2 separate regions of the Sus scrofa genome follow, and region 1 is linked to region 2. A link is a contact called in public Hi-C data. All regions are on one chromosome and are shown on one strand. The core of a region is the stretch at or near the end of the contact, and the rest is flanking DNA. Distances in the headings are between cores, read along the strand shown. Region 1 holds the start of FAM129B (niban-like protein 1). Region 2 overlaps FAM129B (niban-like protein 1).

Region 1 (6,411 bases), core at 3,243-5,742, 46 kb before region 2:
GAATTTTACAATCTTCCCAGAATAAAGTTAAAAATCCCACGTACTGGACACTCGGGAGCCTCCCATCTGGTGTCCCCCACCCCACCTCACCCCACCCCCCGCCCCATCCACGGCAGGTGCCCTTCTCTCCTCTTCCCTACAGGAGTCCGGGAATAGCTGTCCGGCCCTGGGGTCCATCAGGGTTCATCTCCCTTTGCCTTTGCTCCGATTGACCACTTTCCTGGCATGCCCTCGCCATGCCCACCAGGCAATGTTTAAGTAAGGATGCTAAGGGCAGACAATGGAATATCATCTTTAAAAAATCCTCATACTTGGTGATTCTTCCAACAAAGTCATTGCAAGGACTCTGAGATGAGGCAGGCTACGTCTGGTATGATACCTGGATGTGGTACCTGCTCCGTAATATGTAGCTATTCCCGGATCTTCATGGAGCAGCTTTCTTGCCAGTCAGGTCTCAAAGTGTCACCTCCTCACAGAGGCCCTCCAGAATCACCTTCCTAGGTGATACCCCCACACCTGTCACTCTAGCCTTTTTTTTTTTTTTTTTTACTTTTAATTAAAAAATTTGGGGGGTGTTCCCACTGTGGCATGGTGGGTTAAGACTCCAACTGCAGCAGCTTGGGTTGCAGTGGAGGTGGGGGTTCCATCCCGGGCCCAGTTCAGTGGGTAAGAGGATCCGGTGTTGCTGCAGCTGTGCCTCAGATTAAATACCTTGCCCAGGAACTTCCATAAGCCACAGGTGCAGCCATAAAAAAAATTTTTTTTTAATTACTTACTTTTCGTTTTTTGGGTTTTTTTTGCTTTTTTTTTTTTTTTCCTAAGGCCGCACCCACGGGCATATGGAGGTTCCCAGGTTAGGAGTCGCATCGGAGCTACAGCCACCGCCCTACACCACAGCCACAGCAGCACAGGATCTGAGCCACCTCTTCGACCTACACCACAGCTCACGGAAACACTGGATCCTTAACCTACTGAGTGAGGCCAGGGATTGAACCTGCAACCTCAAGGTCCCTAGTCGGATTCAATCCACTGCGCCATGACAGGAGCTCCACTTTTTGTATTTTTAAATCCTATTTCATTATCTTTTTTTTTAATTTTTATTTTTTATTATTTTTTTTTTTTGTAATTTTTATTTTTTAAGGTTTTTTTTTTTTTTTTTTTTTTTTTTTTTTTTTTTTTTTTTGCTTTTCTAGGGCCGCTTCTGCGGCATATGGAGGTTCCCAGGCTAGGGGTCTAATTGGAGCTGTAGCCGTCAGCCTACTCCACAGCCAGAACAACTCGGGATCCGAGCTGCGTCTTCGACCCTACACAGTTCACAGCCACACTGGATCCTTAACCCACTGAGCAAGGCCAGGGATTGAACCCACAACCTCATGGTTCCTAGTTGGATTTGTTTACCACTGCACCACGATGGGAACTCCCTATTTCATTATCTTAATGCTTAGCACTCTCTGGTGCCATCTTATTTGCTTATCGTCTTTCTCTCTCCAGCACAAGACTATAACCTCTGTGAGGGCAGGGATCCTATCTTTTGCACTGATGTATTCCCAGCACCTACAACAGTACCTGACACAGAGCAGGTGCTCCAGTTTCTTTTGCTTTTTCTTTTTTTTTGGGGGGGGGGGGCGGTGGGTCAGGCCTGTGGCAGGGATCAAACCCACACCACAGCAAAAACCGGACCCACAGCAGTGACAACACTGGATCCTTGACCCCCTGAGCCACGAGAGAACTCTTTCATTTTTTTCTTTTTCTTTTTAGGGCTGCAGCCGCAGCACATGGAGGTCGGCTGGCTAGGGGTCGAATTGGAGTTATCGCTGCCGGCTACACCACAGCCACAGCCACACCAGATCCAAACTGCATCTGTGACCTACACCATGGCTCATGGCAACACCAGATACTTAACCCACTGAGCGAGGCCAGGGATGGGGGTCCGCATGGATCCTAATCAGGTTCATTACTGCTGAGCCACAGCGGGAACTCCTTGTTTTTCATTTTTAAATCAATTTTATTGAAGTAGAATTACATACAACCAAATGCATCCCTTTTCAGTTGTTTTGATGAGTTTTGACAAATACGTACTCCTGTATAACCATCAAGGCAAAGACCATTTCTGGAGTTCCCGTCGTGGCTCAGTGGCTTATGAATCCAACTAGGAACCATGAGGTTGCAGGTTCGATCCCTGGCCTTGCTCTGTGGGTCGAGGATCTGGCGTTGCCAGAGCTGTGGTGTAGGTCACAGATACGGCTTGGATTTGGTGTTGCTGTGGCTCTGCTGTGGGTGGACGGCTGCAGCTCCGATTAGATCCCTAGCCTGGGAACTTCCCATATGCCGCAGCTGTGGCCCTAGAAAAAGCCAAAAAAAAAAAAAAAAAAAAAATTTCTGGCCACCCTGAATGTTCCCTCCTGATGTTTTTGGCAGTCAATTCCCCTCCACTCTGCTACACTTTTTTTTGTGAGCGAATTGAACCAATCTTGAATTAGAGGGGATTGGCCCCAAGGGTCTAGGGGGAGTTATTTACATGCCTTGGCTTGTACAGAATCAATCACCCTCTAGTTTACACTCCCTTTCCACTTTCACAATTTCATTTGCCTCATATGGGAGCTCAGAAGAGCTAGGCAGTGACATGTGACAGAGGGTCTTCAAGGACAAAAGGCAGCATCTCTAGGCTAGGAGCCTGGCACGCTGGGAAGTCTGTGGGTGCTCCAGGCTCACTGGCCTGTGTGCACCATGGAGGCTGGTAAAAGGCTCGCTTGTGGCCCCACCTCCAACCTAACTGGCCCAGGACTCCAGATCAGCTGACGAAACACCCTGGGGTGTCCAGATGCCAGCTAGTTCCAGCATTCTACCTCCCAGGGCAGAGCAAGACGTTCCGGTCCCTATAGCTTGGGCCATGAGAAAAAGGGAATGAGGCTAGCAGCATCACCTGCTTCTGGTGGCTCAAAGAGAACCTGGCCTCTAGCTGGGTACTGCCTTGGCCTTGCTGTGTGACCCTGGCAAGTCACTTTCCCTCTCTGGGCCTCAGTTTCTGTCTCTGTAGAAGGAAACCAGTAATCTCTGCTAGCATGACTTCAAAGACTGTGCCTCTGCCTGGGGTTTTCCCTGGAATGCTGTTCCTCTATATCTGCTGTCAAAATTCTGGTTTTTCCAACTTGTAGTTCTGGTACTACTCCTGTAATTTTCTTCAAAACAGAATGTTCTGTTCCTTCCTCAAGCTTCTCTATGCTCTTGAGGGCAGGGACCGTGATGAATAATAGAATGGTGCGTTCCGTCCATGGAGAGGACACATCCTGTGCCAGGTGCTGGGCTAAGTCCCTCTGTTATCTCATTTAATCCTCATGACAAAGCATCGTTATTTTCAGGTGACGGACGAGGAAACTGAGGTTCACAATAACGCCACTTGTCTTGGGTCACAGAGCAGGTAGGGCAGCTTGCATCCTCTCTTTGCATCCCTAGCATCTTGCAGAGGGCCTGGCAAGCAGGTGTTTATCATTGAAGGCATGGAGGGTGCCTGTATCACTTTCGTCAACTTCAAACCTACCTGCTGTGGCGTTGACAGGCCCAAAGCTCCTGTGCTTCAATGTTAATGTTTATTGCCATCGTTTTCTGCCTACGTCACAGCTACAGTAAGAGCCGTCCAATTACAGGGTGGGGCACACAGAGAAGGGGTGAGTAGTCACCCCCTGGGGTTTGCAAGCACAAACCGACTGACCCTGGGGAGGCAGTACAGGAGGTCTGAGCATCAGCAGCCAAGGACGGCCTCTGCCACCCCAGTCCATGATTTGGGGATCCCAAGGGTTACCCTGTCTTCCTGGGGGATTGGGAGGGTAGCGTTGAAACGCATTCCCCTGGTACCCACGACCCAATCAAGCCCAGCCCCGCAGGCTCTGTACTCAAAGTCCATGCTGGTCGGTGAGCTTGGAAGCTGAGTCTTTCACAAACCGTAAAGTGCTATTGTTTTTTCCATTGCCGACTTGCCCTGTCCCATATGCTAAGCTTGAGGAACGTCTGCCAGGCTCTGGGACCTCGGGTGCCTTTGGGGTGGAGCCCTCCCTGCCACCTCCCCTTTCCCTGTACTATTGTGCAAGACAGGCACACCTTCAAGGGCAGGTCGGATCAAGGCCAGGGAACTTCCTGAGAGCGGGCGGCGGCGGGCGAGGCTGGGGGCAGGGGAGCCCGGTGCGGGGAGCAGGGGCTGGAGCCCTGGCCCTAGGCGTCGCCTACCGGTCCTCTCCATTCTCCTCGGCCCGATCTCTTCCCGTGCGGGTGGGGGAGAGTGTGACACTCAGGCTGGACACCCCCAGGCGCCCCCGTTCTTTCAAATGCCCCCACCAGCCCCATCTCTTTCTGGGTTTCGGTTAGGGTTCAGCGTGTCTCGCTCTGCGTCACTCCTCGGGCTGCCTTTCTCCGACCTTCCCTTTGTCTCTGTCTTGCAGGCGGTCCCGGCATCCCCGGCCCCCTGCCCCGCCCGCTCGCCCGCCCGCCACCAAGGAGGGGGCGGGGCTCGGATCGGGGGGCGGGGCCTGGTGGGGCGGGGCGGGGCGCAGCGGGGCTGTTGAGCCGCTGGCTGGGGCGCGAGGCGGAGGCGGCCCGGGAACCGACGCTGCGGGAACGGACCTGCAGGAACCGGAGCGCGCGAGGAGTGGAGGCCGCAGTCACGGGCGGCGGGAGAGGCGGGAGCTGGGCGGGCCGGCTCCATGGCGCCAGCGGCGTCCGTCTGAGCAGCGCGGGTAGCGGCAGGCGGTGGCCGGATCCGGCCGCGGTTCTTCTTCACCATGGGGGACGTGCTGTCCACGCACCTGGACGACGCCCGGCGCCAGCACATCGCAGGTGAGTCTCGCGCCGCGCCGCGCACTTGGTGGGTCCGGCCGGGCGTCCTCGGCCACGCCCCCATCCCGGCCAGCCGGCTGGGGTCTCCTGGGAGTCTGGCTCCGGGCAGGGGCGGGAGTGACTGTTGTCCAAGCCTGTTTCTTCTACGTCTGAGCGCCCTTCCCCCTCCTGGGGGGGTCGCACACCTTCCCCACCCTTGGAGCTCATCAGATCCTCCAGTGCACTACCCGAATCAAGCGATGGAAGGGGTCGCAGCCCCCTTCACCTTGGGTATCCCTGCCCGGAAGCGGTCCAGGCCCACTTGGCCAGCGTGTCCTGACCTTCCCTAGCAGTCCCGGTCCTCCGCAGGCCCCGGCCCCAGCCCCGGTACACGTGGCCAAGGCTTCCAGGGGCTTGGCTCATCAAGGCCTGAGACTGAGCCTGGGGAGTGGGCCTGGGCGGGGTGGGTGGGACCCCCTGTCCTCTGGCTCCAGCCCAGTAGGGTGCTGCTTCTGCTGGCAGCTAGTTCAGGGGCTGGTCGAGGCCAGAGCCCAGCCTCCTCAGCCCTCTCCTTCAGCCACTCCTGCTCCCAGCCGGGCACAGAGGCCCCTTCTGAGAAGGGCAGCTGCCCCCTCCCCACTCCCAGGGACTGCAGCAGGGTCCTGGGTTCGTTCTCTCCCAATGCCCTGGGAAACGGAGAGAGAGGGTTTCACTCAGTTCTGGGTGAGGCCGCCTGGGTGGAACCTCAGCATGTTACCCAGCCATGGTAGCTTGGATAGGTCTCTTGATGTCCAGCCCCTGTTTCCTCCTCTTCAAACTGGGGTGAATCCCTTCCCTCCTGGTTAAAAGACTTAATTAAGTGAGCTAATAATTCACAGAGCTTGCTTAGCACAGGTCCTCCTTATTAAGAGACTTAGGTGAGCTAATTTGCAGGCCCTGGTGCACTGGCCCATGCAGGAATGGGGCCTGGCAGCCTCCGGAAAGAGGAGGCTTTCGTCTTTGCTAAATTTGCACTTCCCTGTCCGGTGGACTCAGAGCCCTGTGTCCACCTACTTATCATGATGTGTCCTGCAGTCCCGCAGAGTTTCAGCAGCTGTCTTCTGCCCACTCATACCCCTTGAGAACAGGAACCAGAGGTCCCTAAACACTGGGTTCCCACGCTGGCTAGGCACGAAGGAGGTGCTGGGGAAGGTTTATCCTGGGACCGTGGTCCTGGGCCCCGGTCTGAGAGCCCCCTTTGTGCCAGGCCTGGGGCTGGGCCCAGGCCCAGGCGTGAGGGTGATGGAGAAATGAGTCAGACCCTCTCCAGCATCAGACCAGCAGGGGGTTAAGTCCTGGAACACTGGCTTGTAGGATCAGCCTGGACTCTGGGAGGAGGAAGGCCGGGGCGGAGTCTTCCTGTCCCCTCCCTGTCGGTGGCAGCCTCCTGGGGCTCTGTAACAGTCCATCCATTCACGACCTCCTGTCGGGGCCCCTCACTCCTCCTGGGTGGGGTGCGCGGCGCCTTCTTCAGTGGGGTTTTTCCTGCCCCCACACCCAGCTCTGGCTCTCCCCCTCTTCCCGCCTCCTGGGCTGAGAGCTGCCATTTTACAGGGGAGGAGACTG
Region 2 (6,822 bases), core at 3,073-5,572:
TGCTGTGCTAAACGTTTTGTGTGCATTACTCACTGGGTCTTGGCCGGGCCCTGTGAGCAGGAGCTGTTGCTCCCCTGGTTTTGTAGAAGAGGAAACTACAGCCTAGGGGGTGCTTATCCTCAGCATCACAGGGGCGGTACTCAGTGGAGCCAGGATGAGTGCAGAGCCTGAGTCAAACGAGTCCTGGTCACCACACCAGGTTGCCTCTGGTCGCTGTGATGGTCGGACTCCTCTTGCTCTCTCCCCCTCCTCCCCTTCTCCCTCCCCTACCTCCCCCCTGCCTTGAGGAGGCAACACTGAATGGAGCCCTGGAGCCAGAGTTGGAGATGGGGTTTGGGCTTGGCCCCCCTCGTAACCCCCAGGGACCATCTCTCTTGCCCCCTCCTCAGGCTTATGAGCGGCAGGTCCCACCCCGAGCTGTCATCAACAGTGCGGGCTACAAAATCCTCACCTCTGTGGACCAGTACCTGGAGCTCGTTGGCAACTCCTTACCAGGTAAAGGACCACCCATCTCATGCCGAAGTGCCCGGGGATCTGGCCAGGGAAAGGGCGCCCCTGGTCCTGGAACTCCAGGCTCCACGTCTGCGGAAGGACCACTTGGGCCTGGAGCTGGCGGCAGGTGCCCAGCGAAACCTGCACCTCCAAGGGGAGGCCACAGGGTAGATCAGAGGGCTGTCCCCCTGGAGTCCTGCGATCACAGCTGTTTAGGCAGATCTCCCTCTGTCCACTCCTTTCCCCGGGGCCCTGGGAGAAGGTGATCCAGGTGCCTGCTTTGTAAACTGCCAGGTCAACCCTGCATTTACGAGGAGCCCTCCCAGCTCTCCTACCCCACCTGATCTGAGACTCCCAGAAGCCTTTGCAGGATCACATCCGCCCTTCAGACCAGCCCAGGGAGACCGAGGAGGCGGGGCGGCAGCTTGTACCCCTTGTGCGAGACTTGGTTGAGGGCTCAGCTGGGATCTGGCTTTCCTGGATTCCAGCCTCTGCACTGAGAGGGCTGACCTCGGGGTGCTGTGTAGACCCCACAGGATGCTGTGGGTGCTGAGCCCAGCACAGGGACCCAGAGCCAGGCCCCAAAGAAGAACTGCCATTGTCCTGCTATTAACAGTCACAGCCCAGGACCACTTATCTCGCTGGATCGCAAATATCCGTGCAGACAAAACAGAGACCCCCCCCCCCTTTTATTTACTTTCTATCCCCCACCCCCCCCTTGCCTCCCTCCCTGCCTGGACATTTAAGTCACACTTTGGCCTCCGCAGCTGACATTTGAAGGGAAACCCAAGAAGATAATGCTCGGCCTTTGACCCTGAGGGTCCTGACCCTGTGTTATTTGTGCCTCATGCGCGGAGGTAGAACCTGACCCCAGGGAGAGCGATGCTTTACCGGCTGTAAGAAGTGATGCGGGGGAGCCTGACATTCCTTCATCCAGGCTGTGGACGAGAAAGGAGGAAGCAGCCTCCCCACTGACTTGCTGGTCCCCCTAGGACAGGACAGCCCTCCCTGGGCCTGAGCCTGCCCCTCAGAGAGAGGCAAGGGGTCCGCTGCTGGGCGTGCGGCGGCGGAGGGAAGCCACAGAGGGCGGCCGCTCAGCAGATGCTGTCTCCACAGGGACCACGTCAAAATCGGGCAACACCCCGATCCTCAAGTGCCCCACGCAGTTCCCGCTCATCCTCTGGCATCCCTCTGCCCGTCACTACTACTTCTGCATGATGACAGAAGCCGAGCAGGACAAGTGGCAGGCTGTCCTGCAGGACTGCGTCCGGCACTGCAACAACGGTGAGCGGGGCGTGTGGTTCCCGGATTATGCACTCAAGGGTGACACCTAGTGGCTGCGTGTGGGGTGGCCCCCCTGCTCTATGAGCTGTTCCCATTTTCCTTCTGGGCAAAGAAAACTTCCCTTTCTTCCTTGATGGAAACTGTTCTGGGATACTCAGGAAAAAAATTGGGGGAACTTATTTTCAGAGGGATGTGGTTGTTACATTCTGATTCTGCCGCTTTCTAGCAGCATGACCTTAGGAGGCCAGCTTACCTCTTGGAGCCGCTGTAAAACGGGTTAATAACCTCTCCTGTGTCTAAGAGGGCTTGGGAGGATTCACAGTGAGAATCCAGTCAATGCATGCCAAAGATTTTCTTATGGTATTGTTTCTCTTCTTACCACCAACCTGTACAGTAGTCTAGAAAGTTCCTTTCCTCCCTCGGGGCCTCATTGTTCTCGTCTGTAAAGTGAGGTCCCTTCCACCTCACTCATTCATTCAATGAACTTTTTTAAAATGATTTTTATTTTTCCATTATAGCTGGTTTATAGTGTTCTGTCAATTTTCTATGGTACAGCAAAGTGACCCAGTCACATATACACATATACGTTCTTTTTCTCACATTATCCTCCATCATGCTCCATCACAAGTGACTAGATATAGTTCCCAGTGCTACACAGCAGGATCTCTTTGCTTATTCACTCCAAAGGCAATAGTTTGCATCTGTCAACCCCAGACTCCCAGTCCATCCCACTCCCTCCCCCTTGGCAACCACCAGTCTGTTCTCCAAGTCCGTGAGTTTCTTTTCTGTGGAAAAGTTCATTTGTGTCATATATTAGATTCCAGATATAAGTGATCTCATGTGGTGTTTGCCTTTCTCTTTCTGACTTATTTCACTTAGTATGAGAGTCTCTAGTTCCATCCATGTTGTTGCAAATGGCATTATTTTGTTTTTATGGCTGAGTAGTATTCCACTGTGTAGTATGTACCACAGCTTCTTCATCCATTCATCTGTCAGTGGACATAACGGTTGTTTCCATGTCTTGGCTGTTGCCAGTAGTGCTGCAGTGAACATACGGGTGCATGTGTCTTTTTCCAGGAAAGTGTGGTCTGGATATATGCCCCAGAGTGGGACTGCTGGGTTGTATGGTGGTTCTATGTTTAGTTTTCTGAGGTCCTCCATACTGTTTTTCGTAGTGGTCATTCAACAAACATTTTAACGTCTACTCAGAGCCAGGCCCAGGTCTGGGCACGGAGGATGCACAAAGACAGCAAGACACGGTTCTTGCTCCCACGCTGCTGCTGGCCGCCTGGTGGGGAAAACACATGTTAAACAGATGAGGACACCAGGGGGTGACGAGTCACCACTGTCCTGGGGGCTGGGCGATGAGTCCCTCAGAGCCTGGAGGGCGTGCGTGTCCTGGGTGGCTGGTCCTGTGTGTGGGGAGGGGTTGATCAGGCCGCTTTCCTTGAGGAGGCAGAGGTGGAGGCGGCGTTCAGCTGAGACCTGGAGGATGAATAGTCCTAGAGCCGAGGCAGGGGTGTTCCAGACAGAGGGCCCCCGGGTGGGAGCAGTTTAGAGGAGGAAATGCCATGAAGTGGGGAGGGGGTGACCGGAAATGGGGCTGGGGGGGCCCTGGGGTCAGCTCCGGAGGGCCCTGGAGGGCCCTGGAGGGCTCTAAGGAGTTTGATCAAAAAGGATTGTCTCAGTGGGAGGGTGGGGCACTGGGGTCTTTCTGCCCTTGAGGGAGGAACAGTTCTGTCCTGGCTGAACTTCCTTCCTGGTGACTTGGCCTCGGGGCAGCAGAGAGAGGCAGCCACCTCCCCCCCCCCCCCCCCCCCCGCCCCAGCCCCTGTCTCCATGCCTGGCAAGGCTCCCCACCGTGGTGGGCAGACACTGTGGGCACCCACGCCTGGAGGCGTGCCACACGGTAACGTGGCTCACCCCACCTGTCCCCCTCCACTCTCTAGGGTCGCCTCTGCCCCGATGGAACCTGCCAGGCGGGAGGAGCCCGGTCTTCAGTCAGGCCAACCCCTGCTGCCCACAAAGAGCCTCCTGTTCCCAGGTCCCCAGGGGCTGAGGGGCCAGGGCTGGGCTGAGGCCATTTGGGCTCAAGCTGCCTGTCCTGGGGTACCCTCCCTTCCCCCTCCTCCTCCCCTCCCCTCCTCCCCCTCCCTCCTCTTTTTCCCCCCTCCTTCTCCCCTCCTCCTCCCCTCCCTCTTTTCTCTTTTCTGGCCCAGCTCCACCCTTTCCAGGTTTCCAAGGCTAATGAGTGACCCCAGGCCAGGAGGGTGGGATGGGGACAGACCAGGTGGGAGAGAGCCACCTTTGGGTGCCCCATGGAGGGTCAGGCATGACAAACTTTGCGGGATTACTGAGAGGAATGAATGAGCTGATTCGGGAGTGCTCCTGGCCCTGTGCCTGGCACAGAGCAGGCGCTCAGCTGGAGGCCGTGGGTGTGGGCGCTGCGGGCAGGAGGGGAGGCCAGGGAGGGCTGCTGGGATGGGGAAAGGGGGCGTCCTGTGGCAGGAAGGTTTGAGAGGAGCCTCTTCCTCCGCCCTGAGGACTGTGGGAAAGTCCTCTGCTTCCTCGGAGGCTGGGCCTGGAATCTGGAGCCTGGAATTGCTCACTCTGGGGGCTGCCAGGAAGTGGGGGGGGGGTGGGGTGGGGAAGAAGGCCAAGCTGGGTGGACGCCAGTTGGTCCAGGGCTCCCCTCGCATCCTGCATTCCCGGAGCAGCTGGGGGTGGCGAGCTGAGCCCTCCGGGTGGGCCCGGGGTGCAGAGGTCACGGCCCCTTCCTGTCTGACCGCCGCCCCCTCTGCCTGCTGCCCAGGACTGAGGAATGCAGTTCCTTTCTCACCGCGACCCCGAGGACCCCACAGGCAGGAAGTCTCTCGGACTCGCTTGAGTCGGCTGCTCCCGGGTTCGGGCCCTGGAGCTGCCATTCCCTGGCCGCGTGCCAGTGACTTTGCCTCGTCGTCGGGAGCAGCGGGGCTGAGGACAGCAGCCCCTCGCAGAGCCCTTTTGAGAAGCAGAGAAAAGGATGTGTGTGGGGGTCTCAGCCAGGGCTGGGCTCCTAGTCTCCTCGGGCTGCCGTTAAAAGGACCACGGACCGGGTGGCTTAAACCACAGAGGTTTATTTTAGCGCAGCTCTGGAGGCTGGAAGCCCACAACTGAGGTGTGTGCAGGTTCCTTTTCCTCCGGGGCCTCCCGCCTCCCCCCTCCCCGGGCTGGCGGGCAGCCACCTCTCCCTGCCTCACCCAGGACCCTCGCGTGCGCCCCTCCGTGTCTGGATTTCTTCGTCTCATGGGGACACCCGTCAGAGTGGATTGGGGACCAGGCCGGGCCCCTTCTTTGAACGTACTTGCCTCTTCAAGTCTCTGTCTCCAGACCCGGTCACGTTCTGAGGTCCTGGGGTGGGGACATCAGCACAGGAGGTGGCAGCACACAGCTCGCTCCCTGACAGCCAGGCCCAGGCAGACAGGGGCGGCACATCGGTGGCCTCCTTCCTGCGGCCCAGCCCCTGCCTCGCCTTCTGCCACCGGGGAGGCGGCCCCTGGCCGGCCCCCCTGGCCTGCTGTCCGCAGCATGTCAATGCCTTGATGCGGGGGTTGCAGGTACCGCACAGCCTGAGGTTTCCCAGCGAAACCCAGTCTGGGGGAGACACTGCCCCTCCTTAAGCCCGAGGGGGTTCCTCCCCTGCCCAGCTGGGACACCCTGCTCTGCCCCGTCACGCCCTCCTCATCGCAGGTCCCTGAGACACAGGGCGAGACACCCTTGACGCCCCCACCCCAGCCAGGGAGCTGCCCAGCAGGCGCGGGGCTGAGCTCCCTTCCAGCCCGACAGGCAGTGGTTCCTGCGCTCGGCCGGGTGGGGAAGGGCGAGGGGGTCCTCCCCAGGCCGGAGAGGGGCTTTTTCTCTGTGGGGGTGACTCAGCTCTGGTCACCACAGTGGGAGCCGGGGTAACGGAGGCACAGGCTGCTGTTCCCCTGCCCTTGGCTCCAGGGACACAGCGGTCGGAGGCACGCAGCCAGGGCGGCCGCCCGCTGCCCAGCTCTGAGTGTTTAACCACGTTCTTCCCGAAGTAGGATTTCCCAACTTCCTGCAGCCAGTCTGGAGGTCCACGCCCTCGTGCATCGGCCCGGCCCCCTCACTGGGGCGGGGGTGGTGGGCAAACTCACCTGGGCCACCACCGCCACCAGTGAGGACAAAAGTAGAGAGATGGTAGTTTAAGGCCCTGGATGCACAGCGGCGAGCAAGGCAGACCAAGGGCTGCGGGGGCCGTTCGGCGCCGTGGGTCACTCAGTCTGTGCGCCGCGGTGCCCGCCGGGGCCGGCGGCTCCTGGGCCCTGGCCTTGCAGTTTATACCGTGGTCCCTGGAGCCACACAGTGGGTGTGAGGGGCCAGGCTGGTCTTTGTTCCCACTGTTCAGGAAGGAAAACTGAGGCCCCGTGGGTTCAGTGATCTGCAACAAGGCCTGGCAAACTGTGGCCAGTGAACCAAATGGAGCCAGGGCCAGCTTGATTGGCTCATTCGCTCACACCGTGTGGCCGTTCTCCGGCTGTGACAGCAGGTTGAGTAGCCAGGACGATCGTCTGGCCTGCAGAGCTGAGAAGGTTTCCCGTCGGGCCCCCTGATGGAAGGAGAGCCTCTGGGGGCCTCTGGTACCCTCTCCGCCATGCTGGCTGGGGTGGCTTCTAGTCCTGGCTCTGCCACTTGCTGCCCGGGCCCCTCAGCAGTGGCCTGACCGTGGAGCTTGTTTCTTCATCTGGAAAAGCCAAGTAAATGACAGTGTCCACGTCTGGGGTGGCTGGGAGGATTTAAGCAGATAAGGAGCATGTGAAGGAGGTGGACGTGCTGCTGGTGGTGGGTTATTATCACTCTTACTGTCATTGCAATTACTCTTGTCACTGTCGCTACGAGAGCAGTGTGGGCAGTTTGGAGCAGTCAACGCGTTGGTCTTGGTGGCAGCCACCAAGGCATCCTGCCAACCTCCTCTCTCCATCCCCCTCCTGGGCAGGGATCCCCGAGGACTCCAAGGTGGAGGGCCCCGCGTTCACGGACGCC

What was found. A called contact is a pair of places that touch in the nucleus more often than the background predicts.
Region 1: a contact with region 2 is called in a Hi-C map of retroperitoneal adipose tissue, with 2.7 times the contacts expected there. The contact joins the promoter of FAM129B here to the enhancer-like site in region 2. A contact is called at or near these places in 3 of 5 promoter capture datasets (fetal liver, fetal skeletal muscle and liver), 26 of 47 Hi-C or Micro-C datasets (adipose tissue, alveolar macrophages, blood and 15 more) and 2 of 2 datasets of contacts at active chromatin or transcription factors (alveolar macrophages and skeletal muscle).

Annotation. Positions count from the first base shown.
Region 1 is chr1:268,064,103-268,070,513 of Sscrofa11.1, reverse strand. FAM129B (niban-like protein 1) reads left to right here and starts at 4,492. Exons shown (of 14, transcript XM_021069245.1): 1 at 4,492-4,827. The coding sequence starts at 4,773.
Region 2 is chr1:268,017,656-268,024,477 of Sscrofa11.1, reverse strand. FAM129B (niban-like protein 1) reads left to right here. Exons shown (of 14, transcript XM_021069245.1): 4 at 390-495; 5 at 1,609-1,776; 6 at 6,776-6,822. Among named protein-coding and RNA genes, the nearest start is that of FAM129B, 45 kb to the left of the region's middle. Within about 2 kb of position 4,322, at least 15 of the 83 cell types and tissues checked have an H3K27ac peak or open chromatin away from gene starts, as enhancers often do. A contact at or near this core is called in adipose tissue, embryonic fibroblasts, fetal liver and 3 more, where this site is marked.